Linked DNA regions of Rattus norvegicus: region 2 is linked to region 1. A link is a contact called in public Hi-C data. All regions are on one chromosome and are shown on one strand. The core of a region is the stretch at or near the end of the contact, and the rest is flanking DNA. Distances in the headings are between cores, read along the strand shown. Region 1 holds the start of Pak1ip1 (PAK1 interacting protein 1). Region 2 has its middle 81 kb from the start of Gcnt2.

The links. A called contact is a pair of places that touch in the nucleus more often than the background predicts.
Region 2: a contact with region 1 is called in a Hi-C map of hepatocytes, with 1.8 times the contacts expected there. The contact joins the enhancer-like site here to the promoter of Pak1ip1 in region 1. A contact is called at or near these places in 4 of 12 Hi-C or Micro-C datasets (Schwann cells, frontal cortex, hepatocytes and 1 more).

Annotation. Positions count from the first base shown.
Region 1 is chr17:23,955,900-23,960,509 of GRCr8, forward strand. It overlaps Pak1ip1 (PAK1 interacting protein 1), which reads right to left and starts at 3,156. Exons shown (of 10, transcript NM_001037356.1): 1 at 3,014-3,156; 2 at 34-196. The coding sequence starts at 3,097. It also overlaps a transcript of C17h6orf52 not described here.
Region 2 is chr17:24,123,368-24,128,062 of GRCr8, forward strand. No RefSeq gene overlaps it. Among named protein-coding and RNA genes, the nearest start is that of Gcnt2, 81 kb to the left of the region's middle. Within about 2 kb of position 2,619, at least 7 of the 93 cell types and tissues checked have an H3K27ac peak or open chromatin away from gene starts, as enhancers often do. A contact at or near this core is called in hepatocytes and liver, where this site is marked.

The DNA.
Region 1 (4,610 bases), core at 1,906-4,405:
CTTCGCTGCGGCAGGACACTCGGACAGACTTACCACTGTGATGCACCAGAGCCCCATGCTCTACCTTCTTTTTCATGTCATAAATGTGAATGGTCTCATCTTTGCTGCCAGTGACCACATAGCGATTGTTGGCTGCCACCGCTGACAGGGAGGCAGTGTGCGCATGGTGAGTGAAGTCAGCCACAGGAGTCCATGTCTGAGAAAGAAACACGTAATCAACAGCACAGTCACAACACAGTTCTCTGAAAATATAGTTCCACAATCTGAGAAGCAAGCAGCGGATCCTGCGAGTGGAGAAAAACTATGTAATAATACACAAATTAAAGGACAAAAAAGGACCCAAGAGCTGAATAAGGAGTGTAAGGAGAGATGAACTCAGGAACATGCTTCCAGATCCCAGTAACGTAGATCCCATAGACGTCCATGTCAGTAATTTATTCAAATGTTCAATTTTTATGTAGATTAATTCCAATAACTGCCCACTTTCTCTATGTCTATGTAACTATTCTATTATATATGCTCGATACCACTATGGGTAGTAGAAAAAACAATAAACAGAGAAGTCTGTGTTCAAATAATACTTTCACTTTAAGAAAAGAGATAGAAAACACGTTAATGTGAAGATACAGAGATAACCATGATAAGCCCTTAAGGAAAACAACAGGATTATATATATATAGTGTGTGTGTGTGTGTAGAAGAACTACCACGAGCCCTAGAGAACTGCTAGTAATTTGTCTTGGGGACCAGATGCTTGTTACTATATACTTCTGGTCTGAGAACCATGACTGGATGAGTGCAAAGAACAGAAGAAGGCACACACAAATGCAGTGCTCTTCAAATTAAAGGAGCTCCATGGGAAAATTTATTAGCCAAACAAACCAGGGAAGGAAAAAAAAAAAAACCCCACCCAAAAAGCAAAACCAGCAAAGTTCTTTACATATGCTTAAAGTCAGTCACTACATATCATGTCCTAAAGAACTACAGAGCAGGTAGTCCATTCATTCCTCAGGAACAGCAGGCTTCCTTTTGTCCCCCCATGTGCCCTCTCCAGGGTCTCATATTGTAGCTATGGCTGTCCTCCCAAGTGCTAGGATTAAAGACAGGTACCACGACAGCTGGCTTAAATTTAAACTCTGAATCCTCCAGCCTCAGCCTCCTGATTACAGACATGAGCCACCTGACTCAATCATGGTACAGCTTTATATCAAGACATCATGTGTTTGTTCAAATTACATAAATAATATTGGTTATCTTGGTTACTGGCTAGGTTTAGAAGCAGCACCCCGAATTGTTAACAACATAAGCCTGGGAAACATCTGGAGGACCTTGACATGTTGTATTCATAAACCATGGGCTTTGAGTGTCTCTTGCCCTATAAACCTCCCAACTGTTCATCTATAAGATGAGAATGGCTGTATCAGTCTCAGGGTTGCTGTACTTCTGGAATGAGTATACTTAACAAGAACAAGAACAACAACAAGAAACCCACAACACACACTAAAGAATTCTCAGGGTTGGGGATTTAGCTCAGTGGTAGAGCGCTTGCCTAGGAAGCGCAAGGCCCTGGATTCGGTCCCCAGCTCAACAACAACAACAACAAAAAAAAAAGAATTCTCAACAAAAGATTTGTAGGTGATAAGTACAACTGTTCAAGAAATAATCATTAGAGTATTAAGGGATCACATTTGTTTTTTCTTTTTTGCTTGTTTGGGTATTTTTTGTTTTTTGAGTTGTTTTGTTTTGTTTTGTTTTTGAGACAGAATTTCCCTGTGTAAACCATCCTTGCCTGGAGATCCCCCTGCCTCTGCCGGGTTTAAGTGCTGGGATTAAGGGTGGGGCCCTGCTAGGTGACACTTCTAATCCTGTTTTCTATTTGACTATTATGTTGGCAATTTACTGTATCTTATTTTCATACCTGACAAAAATACATTTCTTACTGTGCTACATTTTACCTCCCTGTATTTCTTTTGCTCGCCATTCCTTCGACCAAGAAGGCTACAAGAGCAGGATCCACAGCTCTGGCACATTTCCCCCTGCCCACAGTAAATAGTAAGTCTGCATCACTTTCTTCCTCCCAATCCAGTTGGAATACTTCTTTTATATGTAACTTTTATTTTATGTAATTGGTGTTTTGACTGTATAGATGTCTGTATGAGGGTATCAGATCCGTTGGTTACAGTTGTGAGCTGCCACTGTAGGTGACTGGAAATTAAACCAGATCTGGAAGAACAGCCAGCGCTTAAACCGCTGAGCCATCTCACCAGCTCTATTGAAGTTTGTTAACCAGGATTGAAACTCAGTGAAAGGTAAAGGTATTTTTACATTAGAACTTGAAGAACTATAGTAATTGTCAGTTTAAATGCACACCTTATTTTTCATGTATGTTATAAAATTGCCAGTTTTTCATGCCTTGAGAATACTTTAAGTTTTTTTCTTTTTAATTACCATATAACTGTATATATTTATGGAGCACAATGGGATTTCAATGCACACATAGATCAGGTATGAAAAAGACAACCTATGCCCTCAACGATGAACTATGTCTTTGAGTTCAAAATACTCTCCAGTAACTACTTTAAAATATACGATTAATTGCTGTCGACTATAGTTACCTTTCAAGGCAAAAACACAAAACACCCCAAAACAGTCCTCCCACCAAACTTCATTTCTGTAAGTTGGCCCCAACCTCCTCTGTCAACCATTCATCTACTCCCCCCATCGACATGAACATTTTTCGTTTCCTTCTGTGGACATTTTATCTACTTTAACAAGTGAATATTATCTCATTCTGAAAAGCCTCTACTCTATAAAGAGCAGGATCCTTCTACCCAAGCTCTGAGCTCACTATCCTTCTGTCTCAGCCTCTCCAGAGCTAGGATTATCTGCATAAACCTGTCCGTTTTCCAACAAGTCCTCCACGGGGACCCAGCAATAAACGACAGACGCCACGGTTCTGGCGGGGAGGAATCAGCCCGCCGGTCCCCCGCAGCCCCGGACTCGCGGTGCCTCACCTCCCGGTGGCCACTCTTCGCGGGCCCGCGGTGCACTGTAAACCCAAAGAGGACCTGCTCGTAGCTGCCAGCGACCAGCTCCATTCAGCAGCACACGTGCCTTGCCGGAGAAGCCGGCGTGGGAACCCAATGGAAGCGGAGGACCGCCTTTCGGAAGTCGGCGCGCAAATTATACGTCATCCATCAGGGGGCACCTTTTAGGCGCCTGCAGATGGCAATAACGGAGTACGCTCTCGAATGTCACGTGGCCCTTCTACGACAAGCTGGAGGAATGAAGCCGCAGGAGGAGGATTGCAGAGCAGAGAAAAAAGTTGTAGCAAGCAGGCAAATCCATGGAAGCCGTGAGCTCCGCCAGCCTTGGGGAGTGGGCGGGACAGACTCCGCTCAAGCACCAATTTCCGGTGCGCCTAAGGAAGGGGCGGATCCACTTCCGGCCTCGGAGGTTGCGGTTGTTGAAACTCCCTTCGTAGTTCCTGGAGTGTGGCAGCGGATTAGGAGTCTAGAGTTAGGTTTCCTTCGATTGTAATTTTCTTACTATTAAGAGGCGGTCTCTCGCTTCGTCGCCCAGGTCAGCGCCTGCAGCCACCCCATGGCTTGGGTCACAAGCGAAGGGTTTCCTTTTAGTGTAGAGAGCAGATTAGGGGCTTCTCTGTCGGGTCGGCCCGGGGACGATCAGGGCTCGCTGGAACCAGAGCTGGCAGTGTCCCCTCGCTGGACTGAGAGCCCGATCCTGCCAGTCCGTGTCCCGCCCGCAGGCCAAGCGGTCCATCTCCTCAGCCCTTCTTGCCTGCTGGCTTCTCCGATCTAATCAAACTGGCCCGCGTTAGGACACGCTCTGAGCCACGGGGGAAAAAGATTGTCTTCAGAGAGGAGGACAGTAGGGTTCGAAATGGAAGACTCGCATTTCCTCTAGTGTACGTCACCTATATTAAGGGGCAAAGTGCAAAAGTTAATGAAAGCAACATCTTTTTTTTTTTTTAACTTCGAGGTTTCCATACATTTTAGGAAGGGTCAGGGATGAGTTTTCTGAGGATGTCAAAAGTGCATACGTCATAGCGGGTGATTATGTCAGATCTTGACACAGGTATGTGTCGAGTTAATGGAGTCCTTAAGTACTTACTGAGACTTTATTCTCAAACACTTGTTCTCTGACGGCCGGTTTTGTTCGAGTCTGAGGGAAATAATTTCACTTTGGATGTTCTGAAGATTTTTCAATTATGGGAAGGGCGGTGTTCTTCTAGTTTGGGCTATTCCACTTGCAAGCCCCCAGTCCAGTGGAAACCCTTGTATTAATTAATTTGTGTACAGTTACTGCTAGTAACCCTGAGCATGTTAGTTAATTATTTTCTCCAGAGAATTACTAAAGTTGGAATATGTCTCCTTAGCTTGGAACAAAGAGGTCTGATTATTGTCCTACCCGTGGTGTGATACAGTTTACGTTAGCTCATACTCAGTTTTTTTTTTCGGAGCTGGGGACCAAACCCAGGGCGCTCATACTCAATTTTTAATGCAATAGTATCATTTCCAAAAAATGGGGATGAGTAAAACTGTTTCAGAGTCCTGTGCTTTATTTTCTCTGTTCTGGGAAACGCTCCAC
Region 2 (4,695 bases), core at 1,369-3,868, 170 kb after region 1:
TTTCTTCAAGTTAAGGTCATCACAGCTGGCCAGAGGCGGGTCCCGTTAGCCACAATCGCCCAATATTTCGATCTAAAAATAAAGAACAGGTAGTCTTACTTTTCAAGGTTGGAGGTAACATTAACATTCTTCATGTCAACTCAATCTACAAGTGGAGAAAAATGGAAGCCAATGGTGTTGTATGACCCTCGGAACTTGCCAGCCAAAAATAAAGACACGGAGACCTTTCAATGATGCAAAGCTTAGGCCTCAGCTGGGTAGATATCTAATATAAGTTGACTGACTACTAACTAACTAACTAACTAACTAACTAACTAACTAACCTTAACAGTTTATGGTGGTAGCTTTCAAGAGACTAAGACTTTACATTACATGTTGAAACGAGTTGTATATGCCTATATACCTTAAATAAAATTCGAATGAATATACAGTCTGTTATAACAATTATAACCTTAAATTTCTGTCATCATATAAAATTCCACATCAATTTTTGAAACTTACAGTAGTCCACCCTGTTCTTCCCCTTTCATGGAGATATAATAATACACCAGGTTTGTCCTATCATTTCTTAGTCCATGGTGACCAATATTCTGTAGCAGGTTTGTTTCTATTGACCCATTGACAGCCAGAGAGATGCTGACTGCATACCCATTTTGCAGACTGGGAAGTTGAAACTCAAAAGCAAACCAACTGGTCTAACAGTGGGTGAATAGCACCGTGGAGTATTAAACTTGAATGTTCCTTCCCTCTCTTTTTCCTTCTGCCCCTTCCTTTGTCTCTTTTTCCTTCTCTCCTCCTTCCTTCCTCCCTCCCTTCTTCTCCCCCCTCCCTTCCCCCCCTCCCCCCCCCAGAGAGAGTTTCTCAGTGTAGCCTATCTATCCTGAAACTTAGTAGATCAGGTTGGCCTCCAACTCAAAGATTCACCTGCCTCTTCCTCCCCAGTGCTGGGATTAAAGGTGCCTGTCACTACTACCATTCATTTCATTTCTTTTCCTTTCTTTCTTTCTTTCTTTCTTTCTTTCTTTCTTTCTTTCTTTCTTTTTGAAGCAGAGTGTCATGTAGCAGATGTTGACCTTAAACTCAATACACTCCTAGGGCTAGCCTTGAATTCCTGACTCTCTTGCCTCAGCTTCCTTAGTGCTAAGATTATAGAAATATGTCACACTAGACTTTCCTTCCTTTTGGGGATGGTCAGGCTGGCTTAAAACTCCTGGACCTTACCATTCACCCACTGTGGTAGAGAGGACTATGAAGACCACTTCTCCCAGCAGTGAAATCTGACGTCTGATTCCATAGGCCTCCAAGCTGAAATAGTCTCTCCTCTGTCTCAAAGAGGTCCTTCTCACTTTTCAGGTCCTGGAGTGGCATAGGATTCCTGGTGACTCTTTCCTGCTGTCCCAAGTCTAAGCTGGGAAGCCCCTCCACCTAACAGAATCCTGTCTGCCCTATAATTGTGTGTCTGCTTTAATAAGCTCCAGGAATACTGTATCTGTCTGTTGACCACTGTACTTTTAGCATCTTGTTCATGGGAGAGCCAAAGGGATGAGTTAGGCTGAGCCTCTTTCTTACCTCTAAATCTGATGTCCTGGTTACTTCCTTCTCCTCCCCCTCCTCCCCTCCTCCTCCTCCTTCCCCTCCTCCCCTCCTCCTCCTCCCCCACCTCCTCCTCCTCCTCCTCCCCCTCCTCTACCTCCTCTTCCCCCTCCTCCTCCCCCTCCTTCTTCTTTTCCTTCACCTCGACACATATAGACTCATTTGAGAGAAAACCACAGTTGGGGAACTATCCCTACAAGATTGACCTGAGGGCAAGCCTGTGGTACATTTTCTTGGTTAATGATTGATGTGGGAGAGCCTGGCTTACTGGGTGATGCCACCTTTGGGCAGGTGGTCAAAGTAAGATGAGGAACACTGAGGGAAGTTAGCCTTTAGGTTCCTGCTTTGACTTCCTACTCTAACTTCCCTCAGTGACAGAGTGTGACCTGAGAGTCATAAGCTGAAGTAAATCCTTTCTGACTCGAGTCTCTTTTGGTCATCATGTAAGGGGGCCCCAGGACTGAGCACAAGTGACTCCATGATAGAAGTACCATCCAGATTGTAAACTCCGCACATGTTCAGCCCTACCTGACAAACTTCTGTTTGACATAGGCCTAACCTATCAAAGCCCATATACTTCTGGGAAAGTCTCTAAATGTACTAACTCTGTCTTTTAGCTTCTGTAGTTCCACTCCTGGCTAATTGTCCTTGTTAACAGAAGTATGGCAACCTAGAACATGGCTTCTGTCTTAAAAGCTCACCCCGAGGAAAGCTCAACGCGACACTGGGCTTCCAAACACTCAGTGTAGTCAGAGGCTAAGCAATCTTTTCTGCTGGCTACCTGACAGCAGTCACAGCAACAGAAACCCTAAGACAGCAAGGAGCAACAAAACTAAGGCTGGGGGCCCAGCGTGGCTTGATGAATATTTTTACACAGTTTTCAAACCTTAGAATGATTTAATGCTTTTAAATGGTTGGAAAAAATTAAAAGAATTCGAATATCCTGGTCTCCCAACTCCACCCTGGACCCCGCTGCAGTGGAGCCCTTGTCAAGATGTGGTGCTGCCCCCTAGTGGCCATATTAAGAATAGCTCAGTGTTTCTTCCCTTTCTTTGCAGTGCTAAGAGGCATCGAAAGCCGTGGCTCAAAACATGTCTCAGGGCAGCTCTTGTCTAGCAAGTTGCAAGGCTCTGGATTCCAGCTCGCATACTGCAGAAAAGAATAAGAGAGGAAAACACACAACCAACCGAATGTATGCCCAACCGTCAGTGTCCTAAACACACTGAAATAAAAATGAACTTGTTTTCATGTTCTTTGAACACCAACGTTTAAATTCTCACTCTCCTGTTGTTCAGAGAAGTCTAATGCTCTCCAAAAGGTCATCCCACTGACAGAAATAAGAACAGAGTTAGGGGTGTCTTCTCTGTCACAATATTTTATAGGGAAAGGAAGTTCCGTTTGGGCACCTAGAGGGACTTCTGAGAGCAGCCAATAGGAACAAGTTACTTCTCTATTTGTTTCGAAATCCTACAGGCGTGTCCAGCTCTGACTAGCATGCTACCAGCAGCACGTGCAACAATGAGTGAGATTCGACCCTCAACCAAGGGACAGATTAAACAGGCTTGTGGTTGTCTGAGCGTCTCGAGATCTGCTTTTATACGCACTCTCTATTCCCAGATGCCAATTTCAGTCAAAAGGTAACATTTGTGCTTTTCAGAGGCCTGTATTTGTACTTTGAAACACAGAGTTGATAACACTTACTGTGGGCTGATCTTATCAGGATTTGGTAAATAGGTTCAAAGGAACACAGGACTGATACTGGAGCCTGGGTGAGCAGGTGGTTTTAGTCGGCCTTTCGGGGGCAGTTGATTATATAATAGGTCATATTTACACACACCCTCTTCGTCCTTAGCTATCTCAGGTAAACAGATTTCTTTTTATAAACTCCAGAGTTAGCCTAGAGCACCAGCTTATTTCCGAGTACCAACTTCGTACCTCAGGTCCTCCGCCTGTCATTTTGTAGTTAAAGTGTCCTTGCACGGAGGACCAAGGTCACTGAAGTGCAAGGCCAGTTTTTAATCATGTACCATCAAAGGAAAATCTGACCCTTTTCTAATCTCCGAGGTTTAGAATCTGAGACCTCCCATGCCGAATTGCCAACATCAAAAGCTTTTGGTTTCTGTCTGAGCCTGGGTGTCGACCTGTATCTCAGGCTGGCTTTCACTTTGCCGTGTGGTTGAGGATAACCTTGAACTCCTCACCCTCCTGTCTCTACTTCCTCAGTGCTTGAATTACAAGCATGTGCTGCCATGCTCGGTTTATCTGCTGTTGAAGGTTGAAGCCAGGGCTGTGTACCTTCTGGGCAAGCATGCTACTAACTGATTCATAACCTGAACCCTAAGACTTGCTTTAAAAAGTTGTAAAAATAATCCAGATGTAGTGGCAAATGCCTTTAGTCCCAGTACTTGGGGTGGTGGTGGGGAGGTAAGCACATTTCTTTGAATTCAAGGGCAGCTTGGTTTGCAAAGTAAGTCTCAGGGCAGCAAGGGCTTCACTGGAAGATCATATAACAAAAAAGTAAGGACATATAACAAAAGATGCCATTAGATACCATTGTAACTGTCCCTGTTTGTTATATATCATATTTCTAGAACATTCTCATCTCCAAAAATATTTGTGTACTTAAACACAATCATCCTAAGAAAGTTTCCTTCCTCAATAATGATGAAGGGTGAGAAATTCCTCTGAGAAAAAATGCTCATGAAAATGGAAAGAAGAAGTATTATATATATTTGTATATAATATAAATATATAATAATATATATAAATTGTCGGTGCCTGCACCGACACGGTACCGAGAATCGGGCGAAAGCCTGCGGGATTAAAGAAACACTCACACACAGGTTATTTGTGTCAAGCCAGGAGAGGAAGAGAGAGAAAGACTCCTGTAGCTTTATTCACCACCAAGTTCCCCAGGTAGAAAATATCTGAGGGGTTGGGGATTTAGCTCAGCGGTAGAGCACTTGCCTAGCAAGCGCAAGGCCCTGGGTTCGGTCCCCAGCTCTGGGGGGCGGGGGGGGGGAGAAAAGAAAATATCTGGGAAGCACAGTGGGAAACCCTGGCTCATGACTACCTGGATCCTGACTTCGGTAACAAAAGACC